Regions from separate parts of the Mus musculus genome. Here region 2 is linked to region 1. The links are chromatin contacts, called in public Hi-C maps. All regions are on one chromosome and are shown on one strand. Each heading gives the region's core, a stretch centred on a gene start, on an enhancer-like site or on the middle of the called end of the contact. The rest is flanking DNA. Distances are from core to core; before and after follow the strand shown. Region 1 has its middle 85 kb from the start of Gm41499. Region 2 has its middle 31 kb from the start of Gm30588.

Region 1 (3,179 bases), core at 334-2,833:
TGAAGATCAAAGGCTCCTCGTTTCCCTGCTAACGACACGGTCCTTACTCCATCCATACCATACAGAAGTCTTCCTAGACTCCGTCACCCCACCCAAGCCTGTCACTGATGAAAACCACATGGGATCAGCTGCTCAGATAGAAACATTGGGGTCGCACCTTGACCTGCACTGCTGCTGAGCTGGCCTTATTTGTTAAACCGATCCGGAGCTGTAAATATAATATCACGAGACTCCAGGTTGGGAGAAAGTGAAAGACAATAGAAGCCAAATCCTAAAGAAAGCTGCTTGTCTGGGGTTGATGGAGGAGCTTGGGGCCAGTGTCTGGCAAGCTGACAGTCAGTGCCTAAAAAGAAAACAAAGAAAAGAAAACAAATTTTAAAAACACGGCCTCAGCCGTTTTACCACACAATAATTGCACACAAGGAAACTTACTCCTGGCACCTGGCCGGGAAGGTAATTACTCGGCTTCTCTTCTCCAGGGAGCATAATAGCTGCATTGTTTGACTGGTGAGGGGTTCAGGAGGAGCTACAGAAGAGGAACAAGGCTGGGGGAGAGCCTGGGAAGGGAAGGTGTGGCCTTTGATGTGTTTCCAGCCCCAGGTTCAGGGACCTGGGCTGTGAGAAATAGGCATGTCGGAGATCTTTGTCTCCTCACCTGCGAAGGAAGACAGTTGTATGGTTGCCAGCCCTTGCCTTTATCTGCACAGAACCCATTAAATCAACAGCTCAGCTGTCATCAGCTGGGGTTCCAAATCAAAGCACACACTTGGGGTTGACGCGCCTCACTGCAAAGTGCAGGATCAGATCTCCGAGAGCTAAAATAATCCCGAGAGATCCAGGGGCGTGTGGTGGCTTCTCAGTGAGGCTTATCAGACGGTTTCCAAACATGGTCTTCTGGCGCAAGTGAAACCATGCTGAGTGATCTTTGATGTGGGGGATGTCAACAAACTCAAAGGGGGATGTGCTCAAAGGGATGGGTTGCTACAAGCTATAGTGTTCCTCACAGTCTCTTGGGAAGGGGGCACAGGGGGCGGGGCTTATCCTGCCAGGGCCAGCGGGTGTTGACGGAGTCCTAAAGGTGAACCTGGATGGTTAAGAGTCCACCTTGTCTGGGGCAGAGTCATGTGCCTATAACTGTCTAACTATGGTAGGAGTGGCACACAGCATAGACTAAGTAAATGATATGGGAAAGAACTAAGAAAGAGGTTTCTTTGTTTTTCTTGGATTGGGATAGGGGATGATCAGACAAGTTGAAGCCATCATAAATGAACACTGGGGAAGAGGGTGGAGTTTAAGATCTGCCAGAGCAGTAAATGCCGTCGGAGAAAGGCATGGACAACTTTGCTGTCTCTGACTTAAGTGGTCATTCAACTTTGCTCTTTGTATCTTAACAGCAACATACTACATTTTGAGTGTAAAATTTGGGCGACTTCCACATGTTTAAAAAACAAACAAACTTATGACCATTTTATCTGTGGTGCTCAGTCATGGAAGTCAACTGTTAAAGTGAATGTAAGGGTCTAAGCTCACTCTCATTGTGGGCTTCCCCTTTCTGACCAAGCACTGCATCAGATGCTGGAAGTCCTGTAGAGTGGCAGCTATGTATGACGAAACTCTGTTAAGGATGCGGCAGATATCTAGCAGGCCAACTGCTCAAACTTGGTCCTTTCCAGGCAGAGGACACTGAAGGTAGAAGCTTCCAATGGTGAGGCCTCTTGAGTTCCCTCAGGTCCAGTGTGTTTGTGCCTTGTTTTGTCCCATAGGCCAGATGCCCCACCATATTCTAAATTCATCATCTCAGTGAATAAGATCTGCTTCTTAGATGGTTCACATGCACACTGATCAAACGCAAACCTGCCCAGGCCACAGAAGCCCTTATGGCTTTTGTCTTAATTGTTTGATGCTCCTGTACAATTAAGTTCAATAGACACCAGTCCCTGATTGAAAGAGACCTGTAATCAGGCCATTATAATGTAGCTCCACAGTTGATTCTGAAATCTGAATGCAAGCTTTTATCTTCATCCCCTGTGCATTCACACACCCCTCAGGTTTCCTTCTTTGAACTGGCTGCCCCAGCAGGTGGCAGAGTGCAAAGCTCAGATGCTGGGGTCTTTGTGACTCCCCACACAAAGCAACACAATGGGTGAGGTCTACTAGACATGATGCCACAATGCATATGAAGCTGGAATGGTTCCATTGAAAACTCCTTTTACAGTTAACCCTTTTCCTGAGGAAGAGTCCCAGGTAGCCCAGGCTGGCCTTGAATTTGCTATGTCATAGAGAAAAACACAGAACTCCTGCCCTCCTGCCTCTACTTGCCAGATGCTGAGATTATAGGTGTGCAATTGGGAAAATGCTAGATTTGTAAAACAAACAAACTAAAAAGCAATAATAATGATAATAGTAGTAGTAGTAGTAAAATTAAATAAAAAATTTAAAAGCAGGTCTAGTTCAGATGGTCTCATGTCATTCACATGGGTTCTTATAATTAAGAAGCCAATGTGGACTCATTATCCTCAACTAACTTGTGTGTGTGTATGTGTGTGAGTGTGTGTGTGTATCTGTGTCTGTGTGTACGTGCTCATGCATATGGAGTCTATGTTAGATGTCTTTCAAAATCACTCTCCACTTTATTTTTTAAGGTAGCATCTCTCTCCAAACCAGAATCTCACTGATTCAATTAGAGTTCTGGCCAGTAAGCTCCAGGGATCTACCTGTGTCCCCTACACCAATGTTGGGTTTCTAGGCACACCTTCACACCCAGAGTTTACACATGTATTGAGGATCTGAATTGAGGTCCTCACACTTGCATGTATAGGGACCTCCCCTGCAGGCATCTCCTCAGCCCTGACTTTGATTTGTTTCCACTAAATCCTCTTGCTGCTGCAGGACTCAAATTGGATGTTACAGCACATAATTAGCAATACCCACACTTCACACTGCTAAGTGTGATCACCCTCACTTCACACTGCTAGATGATCACCCTCACTTTCACACTGCTAGGTGTGATCACCCTCAGTTTACACTGCTAGGTGTGATCACCCTCACTTCACACTGCTAGGTGTGATCACCCTCAGTTTACACTGCTAGGTGTGATCACCCTCACTTCACACTGCTAAGGTGTGATCACCCTCACTTCACACTGGTAGGTGACAGTCTCTTGTTCATCCCTTGTGTGC
Region 2 (3,660 bases), core at 346-2,845, 250 kb before region 1:
TTGTAACATAATGTGAAGATTCTCCTTAAGTACTGAGTTGAGTGGCCACCACTGCCTGCATTTCTTACCTCAGCCTAGTGGTGTCATTCTCAGATTAATCTGAGAAGCATCGGAAGCAGGGGAAGTTAGCCTCCAGACTCTGCCTCTCCGCTTTCTTCCTTTAAGTGTGTGTGGGGGGGGGGTGCGGGGGGGGGATGGGATGGGGGAGGGGGGAGGGGTGTGATTCTGCAGGCAGCACCACACAATTTTTTTCTCATCTGCATCTTTAGAAATGACAGGTGACTGGGGGAATCTCAGTGGAATTTAGCGAACCAGGTCCATGCAGCCTGCAGAAACGGTGTCTTCACTTCTGTATGGCTGTGGGGTCGTCACGGCCACTTGTCTACCATGAAGAGGTAGGAAAACCCTTTGGACTTCAACTGAGATGCCAGTCCCATGGCCAGCTATCTCCTTGTATGTCCCTTTCAACTGAAAAAGACATCATGTGATAACAGTTTTTATTTTTTTCCTGTTAATTATATTTTCCCTCCATTTGTAACAGCAATGAATACACTTAGAGAGATGGACTCTTTTGTGCTACAACAAACAAGCAAGGACATAAAGTAAACAAATGTTTCATAAGAGATAAGCAAAAGCTGCAATTATTACCATATGTAGTCGGTTTGTCTATCACCTGTCTGCATATCACCTATCTGTCTGTCTGTCTGTCTATCTATGCATCTATAAATCTATCTATCTATCATACATCTATCTATGTATCTATCCAAACACAGAGGAGGGAAGAAAGGGGAGAAGGGAGAGGGAGGGAGGGAGGAGAGAGAGAGAGAGAGAGAGAGAGAGAGAGAGAGAGAGAGAGAGAGAGAGAGAGAGAGAGAGAGAGAGAGAGAGAGAATCCTTTAGGAGAAAGGATTTGTCACATTCTGTGTTTGTAAGCAACTTTACTATTGTAGACAGTCAGTGTATTATCACGATGGCCCCTGGTGTATGTGCCATTACTGAGTATTTGGGGGGTGGGTTCAGGTTCTAGTTCTGTAGCCCCAAGTCCTTGGAGCACCATTTCTTAAAGCATTCTGTTTTAATCGTGTTCTTATGTGATTCATAGAGTGAAGTAAAGTTTTAAGGTAAATCTTATTAGGATGTGACTATTCTAATTTGAACCAAACAGAAATTCAGTTCCCGAACTTCTCTGGTATGCGCTCAGCAGGAGACCTGTGAAGTGAGCAAGACCTCTGCCCCTCCCTCTGACAGGCGACAGGCCTTCCCTGGTGTCAAGGTTGCTGGTGGAGGAAATGAAACCAGGACAACAGGGACAAAGATCATATAGCTACAGAACAGCAAGAAACTTGAAGAATCCGTGGCTTGAGTCTCCCTTTCCTCAAGGCTTCCAGTGGGTCTCGCGGCTTGGTCCAGGCAGTTGATGGGGTGGAATGCTGAGTGTGGGGGAGACTAAGTCTAATACAACGGGCAGCGAGCATGCCTGTGTGTCCTCCAGGGGGAGACATTTCTCTTTCTCCCATGGCTGTGTGTTACCCAAAGCTAAGGTGGTCAGTGACACATTTGCAAGGCATGTCTCTGGGACACAGAGCAGAACAGGCTTGCAGAGCAGCTGCCCTCTGTGAGACTGAAGACCGAACGACTGTCTGTTTGCCCTCCAGTCCACACTGTCTAGAGGCCAACTGCTGCTCCTGGCCAGCAGCGCCTCAGGCCTTCCCATCACCACCCCAGAGAAAACCGTCAGAAGAGCATTGGCAGTTGTATGTTCTTACAGGAGGCCTGGAGTGTCCTGTAGGGACCACCGTAGGGACAATAAGAGCCAGGGACATAGCCTGGCACTTGAAAGATCTGCCACACTGCCCAGTTTGATTTTACGTTTCTCCCTTTCAGCCACTGTTTAGCTGTTCAGTTTACTAGAAATGTCTGTAGTTCTTAAGTGGCTGGTGGCCATTTTTCAAGGACTTTCTTTCTTGGTGTCATTCCTCTTAAAGAATGAACTGCGCAACCACATGCGTCTAGGAGGGTGGGCGAGAGAAAGGAGCAGGCACAGGATTCAAAGAAGTCAATTTAGCTACTTATTAACCGTGCCTGGAAATGTGAAGAGGAAAAGGTGGGAACTAATGACTCCAATGGGTGTTTGAAAAGAACTGGCTCTTTTGTTCCCAGCTCCGTGAACCCTCTCTTTGGAGAACCCAGAGCTGGTCCTCAGTCAATGAGTGTGGCAAGGATCATTTCAAGAACAAATTGAGGAAACGTAGGCACGGGTCTTTCATCGCCTTTTCGCGGTGATTAGATTTATTTACCTCCCTTGCTGGCCCCTTCTCTTTCATGCTTTCCAACCGCTTTAAAATCAAGAGTGAAAAATGAAACCGAGTTCCGGCTTTTAAGAAAATGAGAGAGGGTGGGGGCTGGGCTGGCTGACAGGTGCACACTTCCTGGGAGCCAGAGAATAGCAAGAAGTTTAAGAAAAGAACTGTGTGACCATAGCTGGCCTTGCCTGGGAGAAAGTCACTAATTGAAAGTCTGGCCAACGTTAAATGTGCTGGTGAAGTGCACTGATTTATTGGGACCAGTGTGGGGGAAAGGTCTGTGGAGCAAATTGAAAGAACAAACAGGGAAACGGTGTGTTTTCCTCGCCGAGAGATAGCTCCAAACGTTTGTAAAAATCACTTTGTATTTCAATCCCCCTGCAAAACGGTGAAAAGTTCTGGTTCCTAACTTCTAAGAGTTACTGTGAAAACCCTTACAACATCCCTAAGGTGTTCCTTCCTTGCGTGGGATCCTGTCATCCTCGTGACCGTGTGAGTTCGGGGGGAAGCAGAATTTTGTGAAAATGTTTCTCTACTTTAGACTTTTCTACAACTTTCTACCCAATTAGAGGATGTTAGTGGGGTTTGCTGCGTAGTGTGCTGGTATTTTGTGACTCGCAGGCGCTGATCTGTTTCCCTGGCTGTCTCACAGTTCATGAAGAAGTCTGCTCTAAAAAATGGCTTCTCACCATTCTGAGGGCCATCCCATCCCATCCCATCCCATCCCCCCCACCCCATCCCACCCCACCCCACCCCATCCCATCCCATCCCACCCCATCCCACCCCACTCCATCCCATCCCATCCCACCCCACCCTACCCCATCCCACCCCACCCCACCCCATCCCATCCCACCCCACCCTACCCCATCCCGTCCCATCCCATCTCACCCCACCCTACCCCATCCCACCCCACCCCACCCCATCCCATCCCACCCCACCCTACCCCATCCCATCCCACCCCACCCCATCCCATCCCACCCCACCCTACCCCATCCCATCCCATCCCATCCCATCCCCCCCACCCCATCCCACCCCACCCCACCCCATCCCATCCCATCCCACCCCATCCCACCCCACCCTATCCCATCCCATCCCATCCCATCCCATCCCACCCCATCCCACCCACCCCATCCCATCCCCTCTTCATCCTTCTCTACTGGGTTCTCAAGGCTTGCCCTGAGTCAGTTATGGGTATGCAGCATTTACATTGCCATTATCAGTGACAACATGCAGGGACCTTAGTGGCACTTGGGAGTTAGAATGCCTTCATCTTGGAGATGAGGAGACACAGGTCCACAGAGGTAAAGAGAAGCATCCAAGGCCTCGACGTGTTTATTTCATTGATTTCTAGAATCAA

The links. Hi-C and Micro-C count contacts between places; a contact is called where the count stands out from the background.
Region 2: a Hi-C map of bone marrow-derived macrophages shows a contact between it and region 1, with 23 read pairs. The contact joins two enhancer-like sites. A contact is called at or near these places in 1 of 15 datasets of contacts at CTCF or cohesin (large pre-B cells), 7 of 484 Hi-C or Micro-C datasets (the 63-12 cell line, the CH12 cell line, bone marrow-derived macrophages and 2 more) and 5 of 115 datasets of contacts at active chromatin or transcription factors (the HPC-7 cell line, T-cell acute lymphoblastic leukemia, large pre-B cells and 2 more).

What each region holds. Positions count from the first base shown.
Region 1 is chr16:93,040,480-93,043,658 of GRCm38.p6, reverse strand. No RefSeq gene overlaps it. Among named protein-coding and RNA genes, the nearest start is that of Gm41499, 85 kb to the right of the region's middle. Within about 2 kb of position 1,583, at least 32 of the 459 cell types and tissues checked have an H3K27ac peak or open chromatin away from gene starts, as enhancers often do. A contact at or near this core is called in T-cell acute lymphoblastic leukemia and bone marrow-derived macrophages, where this site is marked.
Region 2 is chr16:93,291,051-93,294,710 of GRCm38.p6, reverse strand. No RefSeq gene overlaps it. Among named protein-coding and RNA genes, the nearest start is that of Gm30588, 31 kb to the right of the region's middle. Within about 2 kb of position 1,595, at least 98 of the 459 cell types and tissues checked have an H3K27ac peak or open chromatin away from gene starts, as enhancers often do. A contact at or near this core is called in T-cell acute lymphoblastic leukemia and bone marrow-derived macrophages, where this site is marked.